Linked DNA regions of Mus musculus: all the other regions are linked to region 2. Evidence: chromatin contacts called from public ChIA-PET data. All regions are on one chromosome and are shown on one strand. The core of a region is the stretch at or near the end of the contact, and the rest is flanking DNA. Distances in the headings are between cores, read along the strand shown. Region 1 has its middle 37 kb from the start of Irf4. Region 2 overlaps Exoc2 (exocyst complex component 2). Region 3 overlaps Dusp22 (dual specificity phosphatase 22).

Evidence for each region. ChIA-PET counts read pairs in DNA pulled down with a chosen protein or histone mark.
Region 1: an RNA polymerase II ChIA-PET map of memory CD8 T cells shows a contact between it and region 2, with 132 read pairs. The contact joins two enhancer-like sites. A contact is called at or near these places in 2 of 115 datasets of contacts at active chromatin or transcription factors (effector CD8 T cells and memory CD8 T cells) and 1 of 9 other capture datasets (adipose tissue).
Region 3: a contact with region 2 is called in an RNA polymerase II ChIA-PET map of memory CD8 T cells, with 29 read pairs. The contact joins two enhancer-like sites. A contact is called at or near these places in 2 of 115 datasets of contacts at active chromatin or transcription factors (effector CD8 T cells and memory CD8 T cells) and 1 of 9 other capture datasets (liver).

The regions. Positions count from the first base shown.
Region 1 is chr13:30,784,890-30,787,632 of GRCm38.p6, reverse strand. No RefSeq gene overlaps it. Among named protein-coding and RNA genes, the nearest start is that of Irf4, 37 kb to the right of the region's middle. Within about 2 kb of position 1,287, at least 121 of the 459 cell types and tissues checked have an H3K27ac peak or open chromatin away from gene starts, as enhancers often do. A contact at or near this core is called in adipose tissue, effector CD8 T cells and memory CD8 T cells, where this site is marked.
Region 2 is chr13:30,931,693-30,934,531 of GRCm38.p6, reverse strand. The region is part of intron 4 of Exoc2 (exocyst complex component 2); the gene reads left to right. Among named protein-coding and RNA genes, the nearest start is that of Hus1b, 15 kb to the left of the region's middle. Within about 2 kb of position 1,356, at least 75 of the 459 cell types and tissues checked have an H3K27ac peak or open chromatin away from gene starts, as enhancers often do. A contact at or near this core is called in adipose tissue, effector CD8 T cells and memory CD8 T cells, where this site is marked.
Region 3 is chr13:30,681,239-30,683,938 of GRCm38.p6, reverse strand. The region is part of intron 3 of Dusp22 (dual specificity phosphatase 22); the gene reads right to left. Among named protein-coding and RNA genes, the nearest start is that of Dusp22, 23 kb to the right of the region's middle. Within about 2 kb of position 1,303, at least 32 of the 459 cell types and tissues checked have an H3K27ac peak or open chromatin away from gene starts, as enhancers often do. A contact at or near this core is called in effector CD8 T cells and memory CD8 T cells, where this site is marked.

The DNA of each region.
Region 1 (2,743 bases), core at 38-2,537, 150 kb after region 2:
CTGATGTCCCAGCACTAAGGGGGCAGGGTGCCCATGAGAAACAGGTCCATCCTCCTGGACCTTAGGCCTTAGTTATAATTACCGTGCAGTTGTAACTTGTGAACTACATACAATCCACAATGACCACCACCACTACCACCACCTCGGGATTTCCTTCACAATCACTTAAGTATCTGATCAGGAAACAAATATGGTTGACATAGAGGCTTAGAAGCTATGGAGGTGACTATGTGGCAGAACGCTTCAAGAGAATTGAGGGAGATCTGTTTTGTAAGGCATGTGATCTCTGGCTCTGAATTGTTCCTAGAGGTCTAAAAATAGGACTGTGCATAAATGGTTCATTGACCAGTGCTGGATTCATCGGAGGGGAGAGGTCATCCACGGTTGATCCTATTGTGAGTGTGTGTGGTGGGGGAGTGACAACAATCAGGGCCACTGTGTTTTCTGGGAGGCTTGACAAGGTCCACATCCAAACTCAGGAATCCCTCCCCTGGAGCCCAGGACTGTCCCTGCATATGGGTGGCCTCCATGTGTCACTGAGCCTGGGTGCTGACAACCCTGGGTCTTTAGAAGCATATGCAGAGGAGGAGGCAGGCTAACCAAGGGACTAGGAGGCATGATGGCAGATGGAGTGTGTGTGTGTGTGTGTGTGTGTGTGTGTGTGTGTGTGTGTGTCCAGGAGAAAGCTATAACAACCTGTCACAGTGAATCAGTAAAGGGAAAATCAGCTGTTCTTGACAGCCTAGCTCATGTCCCAGGCCTGGGCCCCTCCCAGGAGTGGGGCCAGGTACTCTGGCACATCTCCTCTGTTCTGAACCTGCATCCTGACTGCTCCCACACAGACTGTGACTCATCAGTCAGTCCATCCAGAGACAGTGGTCCAGAACTTCCCTGTGGAACATGGAAGAGGCCACATTTCTTAGTTGTTGCCAGGCAAACCAGGACAGATGACTACCCTACCCTTATGGGAGAGCCTTCTGGTGCCATACCACGATGTTGATAGAGTTCCTAGACAAAAAAACTGCACATGGTGGCCACCTGCAGTCTGAAGGGAGATGCTGTAACCTTCCTGACAGCTTTGCAGACACCTCTGCCTTCCAAATCTCTCACTGTTAGAGTACTGAGCAGGCGCATAGCAGCGTTGGAGGGGGAGCTTGAGGTGTGGGATGAGCAGGCTGGGCCAGCTGAGTGGGCTGAGGGAAGAAGGGGAGAGGCAGGGACTGAGGTGTGAGCTGGTAGCAGGCAGGCTCCTCCAGTATATTACTCATGTGTGTGCCCTTGGCAAGGGGAAGGAAACACTGGCACACTGTGCACCCACATGAGACGACACAAGTCACTTCCTCTCACATGCTGCCTGCCGTAGTAGGTGACTGAGGGAGCTACACTTCAGAAATATGAAGTCTTTCCATGATGTCTGTAAACAGCTGAGACTATCCAGAAAGGGGAATGAAGCTATAGATAATAGCCTCTTGAGTGGCCTGCAGCCTCCTGGCTTCTGTAGGCAGTAGTAGGCTGGGATGGGATGCTGGAATCCAATGTGATGGTAGATGGGAAGGGCTAGGATGGGGCGGGATAGAGTGAGGTGGGGTGGGGTGGGATGAAGATGGACACCTTCTGGCTGGCCTGGAGTTTGGGGCAAAGACTGTTTTGTTTATTAGGAAGATGAGACAAGAAGCAGAAATCTCAGCAGACAGGACAGAGCCCCCACGCAGGGAAGTTTGGTCCCAAGTGTGCCCGCATTACCGAGCCTGTCTGTGGTTTGTAGTGTAGCATCCCTTCTGTGAACCACAGATAAAGGATGGAAACTCAGCTGCATATGAGATGATGTGAGGGAAAGGTGTCTGACTGACTGGAAAGTGCTGGACAGATGCCAGATGCTTCATGGCTACCTCAGCCACAGGTCAGAGGCCACAGGTCACAGGTAACAGAGGGGTGTTTATCACACAGCCCTGGCCACTGCTGTGTCTCCATGTGGCTGCAGTGAGATGGTCTTGCACAATAGTTTTCAGCAAGCTGACTTCTGAGAACAGCTTCTACAACACCCTCTCCTCAGGCTCCACAGTTTCCAAGGCCCAGTCTGGCAGGAGTGACCTAGCTACACCCTGTCAGCCTATCATCAGGATTCTTCTGGGACATTTTGGTTTCCTTGTGTTTTCTAATATTGTCAGATATCCAGTCTTACATTGGGGCCGTTGCATGGGCTTGCTGCATATGCAAAGAACAAAAAAATCTTATTGTCAGTGCCAGTGGATTGGTGAACGTGCTTGGCGCTTTACTTCAGGAAACAGGAAGTCATTTTCCTTCCTGCTAGATTCAGATAAACCTGAAATAAAGAAAAATGATAGATATTAGGATACTTTAATTGCTTTGTGCATCTCTGTTACATAAGAAGTAGGCTCTGTACTTTAAAATGGGTTTCCTGCTTGGCATGATGTCTAGCCTGTGTTCCAAGGGACAGAGGGGTAGGAGTCACGAACTCTGGCCATGAGTAGAAAGAATGGACGAGTGATGGGTGACTCTCCCCGCTAGATTAGTGGTGGTGGAGGGGGGTGGGGACAGGGAACGTGACCAGTGATTTAAAAGTGCTTTCTGCAGTAAGCTTAAAGTCTGTAAAATGTAAGCTGTGTGAGGCGTGTGTGGCATCCTGGGACCGCTGCTGCTGTACACTTCAAAAATGGCTAATGATGTCACAACTGTTTTCACAAAAATAGAATCAAATCCAGGAGACAGGACTCAGCTCAGT
Region 2 (2,839 bases), core at 107-2,606:
AGGAATTGTTTGTTGAAAAACCCTAGAGTGTAGGAGCTTTTAGTGAGCTTGGGATGTCTAGGTAGCATCTTTAAAGCAGGGGCATTCTAAAACTGTCTCAATGATATTTGATACCCTGTCAATTAAAATCAGGACAGTTCAAACTAGAAGGGTAAAGGGTGGGTGTGTGGGAGCACACTGTCAACTATGCATACATAGGCTTGCAGTTGATAGAAAACCCATGAAGGGCCTGCATCAAAACTCCTGAATGTTAGCTTCTTCTTGATGCTGCTGTGAAGTACGGGAAGGAGGGATCATTCTGACTGCTCTTCCTTAGCCTTTACAGGTGAAGGAGACCAGGGCGATGCACGTGCTCTATAGGGGCGTGAGTCAGACCACCTGTGCTAGACAGGGTTCCTACTGCTGGGATAAAACACCACGGCCCAAAGCCACTTGGGGAAGAAAGGGTTTATTTTATCTTACCACTCTTAGTTCACAGTCTGTCACTGGGGAAATCAGGACAGGAACCTGGAGGTAGGAGTTGATGCAAAGGCCATGGAGGAGTGCGGCTTACTGATTTGCTCTGCAGTTTGCTAAGCCAGTTTTCTTACAGCACCTAGGACCTCCAGCTGTTGTGTGACAGAACATTTTTAGAGAGACAAGTTACGTGTCTACTCATGCCAGATAGGAATCCCATGACAGGCCAAAGTATGGCTATCACCAGTCCAACTGGTGAACCAATGAGTTTTAATGGGGTTACTTATAGGAATATGGCTAGAAGGGGTTACTCATAGGATCAGAAGTGACTCAAAGACAGCTGTTTCACTAAAGCCCACCCCAGCATGGGTAACAGCTCACAAGGCTAGGAACCTGGAATATTGCACAGCCTGCGGGCAGCTCAACAGGTTGTAGAGTGTTCTTTCTGGGCGATAAGTTTGTCCAAACCTCTTCTAGGTAGCTTAGCTTGTTTCTGCTTCTTCCAGGCAGCTGTTCTAGTCTCAGAGTCTTCTTTTCAGCTCATCCTCACTTTGGGAGAGAGTCTCAGCTTTAATGCTTACTCTACCTCATAGGAGCCTAGTGAATCTGGTCAATTTCAGGGACTTCCTAAAGCTATTTTGCATTGTTTACCTTTCTGCTTAAGGAACTTGAGGGTGGAATGTTTTAATGTTGGAGAAAACTGTTATATAGACACCAGCCCAACTCAGTATCACCCATAATAGGCAGGGCCCTATGCCTTGCCTACAGACCGATTTTATAAAGGCGTTTTCTCGTTTGAGAGTCCCTGTTCTCCAGCTTGTGTCAAGTTGACACAGAGCTGAGCAGCATAGCAGCCAGTGCTCATTGTCGTAGTTGCTACTTTCACTTTCATTCTGACAGATGTTTTTTCCATAGTTCTTACTGCCTCGTCCTCTTCTTACCTTTTGGCCTTGTGCTGCTAGCCACAGAGCAGTTTGATTCGAACCATCTCTAGTGGCATTGTAGTCAGGAAGGCAGGCAGAAAAAATGGCATGACAAAAGGACTTGACTTGCTTTGGAATTTCTTTATATTTCTCTTAAGAGGTAGTGTTCTGTGACTTGGAGCCAAACTCTGGCTTTGAATTCGGCATGCAGGGCGGACTGCTGCCCACTTGAGGTCTGGCCTAGGTTTCTTAGGTTTTTCTCGTGGGCTCTTGTGAGGGCTGTACATGAGGACAGGTGAGCGCTGCAGCCATAATGGCTTGTGTGCTTAGTGATACCTTGCTTCTCCCTGACTCAGAACAAAACCTTCTAAGTAAATAGTGTAATTTCATTCTGTTGCTATGATAAAATGTCCTGACCAAACGCAACCTAGGGGAAAAAGAGTTTGTTTGACTTAAAATTCTAGGTTATAATATATTATTGTAGGGAAGTCAAGGCAGGAATGGAAAACATCCTATCCACAGTCATGGATGAAGTAAGAAGGCTTCCTGCTCAGGACTCCTGTAGCTCACTCTTAAGCAGCCCAGGACCCAGCTCAGGGCATGGTACCACCCACATTCAAGGGGTTCTTCCCACCTCCTTTAACAATTAAGACAGTTCCCAACAGACATGCCTACCAGCCAACCAGTCTAGATCATCCCTCTGTCAGAGCCTTTCCAAGATGATTCTCGGTTGTGGCAAGTTGACATTTAAAACTATCACAGTTAAGTTTATATAATAATAAATTGTGTTAAAATTAAAAAATAAATATTATCTAGTCAAACAGGTTTTCTCTCCTTCCCTGTCTTCTTCTACTGCTCCTTCCCTCCCACCTAAGACAGCTACAAAGATTTTCCTGACTTCTGTTACAGGAGGATTTGTTTATCCTTTTGTTGTGCCTGAGGCTCTATCCTGAGTTGCACCCTGGCCCAGGTACAGAAAGAGTGAGGGAAAGGAGAGCCAGAGAGTCAGACATTAGTGAGAGTCTGGCTTCCTAACATACTTAATATTTTTTAGTAAAATCCTTTTGTTCCCCTAATAATGTTGCATTCGGATTAGAATCCTTACTGCCTTTCATTTTACTAATGTCCTGTATGAATTTCTAAAATCATTAAAAAAATTAAATTGTTGGATGAAGAGCATGGAGATCTTAATATTATTTGCTAGTGTAAAAGTAGTAATTAACAAGGTCTGAAGAAGTATAAATGCATCTCGTAAAATAATCACTTGTGGTCCTGGTGACTTGTCAGACTAGTGGGAGGCGGCCTTTGGAAGATGAGTCAGCACTCAGTACTTGCCTGGGAATGTGAGGTTCACTACAGCCGACTTAGGTGTGCAGTGGAAGGGTGGGGAGTCCTGTGGTGCTGTGCCTGGGTTCTTTGTGAAAAAGCAAGTGAAAATAACATAATATAGGCTCCTTGAT
Region 3 (2,700 bases), core at 54-2,553, 250 kb after region 2:
TTCTGTCCAACCTATACTCTCTCTGGAGCACTGAATGGACCTGCATTTCTAACAAGCTTTGGAAAACAGCAGGAACATATCACCCAGAGCTCTCGGGTGTGCATATCCATCAGTTGTCCGAGTGTCTGCGCCATGAAGCTATTATGTAAGGTACTCTGACACCTCCCTTGCCCCACCCCACAACTGAACAGGAGATAATTCCTTTCCACTCTACCCAAGAAATGGCTATTTTTAACTTGTTTCTGAGGTGCCCAGAGGTTAATGGTTGTTACATCTTTTTGATGGATTACTCCTTCTGACATTACAGTAGCTGACTCTTTGCTTTGTACCCATCATGTGTTTGTCTAATAGACAACAGGGAACCACTGTTGGTCCCTCTTTCTTTTGGCTCAATTTGCTTTTGAATCTTTCCCCATTCTTTCATTTTTAACATTGCTGTATCATTTTGTGCGACAGTCCCAGATCCAATCTGATCTTTTATTTCTAGAAAACAGATCTCACTCCTTAGTAGTCCAGGTCAAACCCTTATTTCTAACTAGGAATAGGGCAGAGCTTCCAGGGGTCTCTAAGATGTGTATCTCCTCCCTCCCTTCTGTTTCTGCACTGATAACTACTGGAAAAGCAGTCTGACTGTGTCACTTGATTGGTACACAAATCTTGGGTGAGTCTCTAACTCCCACAAGACTCTAAAGCCTAACAAACAACTGGTCCTCCTTTCTGAGGCTGCCTTTCCAGTCTAGCCACTCTGATGCATTGCACTCTGTCTGCTGAGCCTTTCCAACAGGCCAGGACACACCCTGCACCGCATTACCATGTGTTGCTCTTTACTAGGAATCACATTCAACTGTCCTCACTGTCACCACCTAGCAAGCTCTTGTTATTTTTCAGGACCAAACAAAACTCTCACCCTTTGGTACAGTCTTCCTGGCTGTCACATTCTCCTGGGTGCCTTGGGGACCCTTCTACCTGATACACATTTGCAACTCTGCAACACTGGGATGATTTATGTGTCTGTATCAATGTAGAACCCCTTGATATTTCTTTGTATCATCCAGCAATCCAAGGTAGGCTAGGGAGCAGGAGCACTCCAGGGAAGTCTGATGAGGAGGGACAACTGAAAGCCTGGCTATGCTCCCAGGAGGCAAACATAGCATTCCTTCATTTTGGAGGTTTAAGAAACACATTTCCTCAGAATCACATGGTATCAGGGGCTCCAGCCTTCCTCTTGCCCCACGAAGCCTCATCACACTAGTACTCCATTTGCAGACAGGATGCTGGCAGAAGAGCAGCAGGCACATAAGAGCCAATCTCTTCTGCACTTGGCTGCTCCACACAAGCTGAGTCAAGAAAGAACAATTACTAGACAGTTTTCGATCCCTACAGTAATTATTTCTATTTGAGTCATATCTATTTAAGTCTGGGGTTGGCTTCAAACAAATTTGCTTTAACACACAAGAGGTACTGTAACCCCTGAGCAGAGTAGGTACCACTGATTTTGAGATGACATCTAGAAAATTTCCTAGAGAAGCGAGACCCAGCTAAGGTTGTAAGAAACAACCATCAATTAGAAACTAAGCCCAGGGCAAACAGTTGCTTGCTTCCCAAGACACTGGGATTCACCACCAGTGGGTAGTTTGGTGCTTGTGCAAGGCTGGTAAAAAACAAAATCAGCCAGTTTGGAGGAGACAGCAGGCATCTACAGAGGAATCACTGCCCAGTGCTTGAAGCTGCAGCACTAGGTGGATCTGTGAATCCTGAAAGAAGGGCATAAATGCATTCCTATGCCCAGTCAACCCAGTAGAAACAGACTGTTTGATGTTGAAAACAAAGCCTCTGTCGTTGTAGACATGTCCTGGGCTAGCTTCTGCCTTTGAAGATTAAGACAACATGAAGTGGAAGATATACTTTCTTTGTATCTGCTGACCACAGACCACAAAGGATGTTTGATGCCACGTATCACACAAGAATCCATGGCACACGGTGATAAATACACACACACACACACACACACACACACACACACACACACACGCACACAATTTTTTCAAGCTAAGCCTGAATATGCACATGCAATATACCCATTGTTATCACAGGCACTAAGGATATTGCTCACTAATCTCTCTTGGCCATCACTCAAAGAGATACTCTTGTTGCAGTGGTTTTCAACCTATGGTCAAGACTTCTTTGGGGGTCAAACAGCCCTTACACACGGGTTACCCATCAGATATTTACATTATGATTCATAACAGTAGCAAAATTACAGCTATGAAGAAGAAACCAAAATAATTTAATGATTGGGGGGTCACTACAATATGAGAAACTGTATTAAGAGTCATAGCATTAGGAAGGTTGAGAACCACTGTTCTTACTGGAACAAGACAATTAAAGATTAAAAGAACATAAGGAAAAAACTACTCCTTCATTCTTGGGGGTCTGTTATTATTCTTTCAGACTCTATTTATATATGTAATAGAAATATGATGATGATTTTACATTTTGTATAAGAGATCATATTATAAATATTTGCTTTGATTTGCTTCTGTTTCTTTTTTTATATTTTTTATTAGGTATTTTCCTCATTTACATTTCCAGTGCTATCCCAAAAGTCCCCCTATACCCTCCCCCCACTCCCCTACCTACCCACTCCCACTTTTTGGCCCTGGCGTTCCCCTGTACTGGGGCATATAAAGTTTGCAAGTC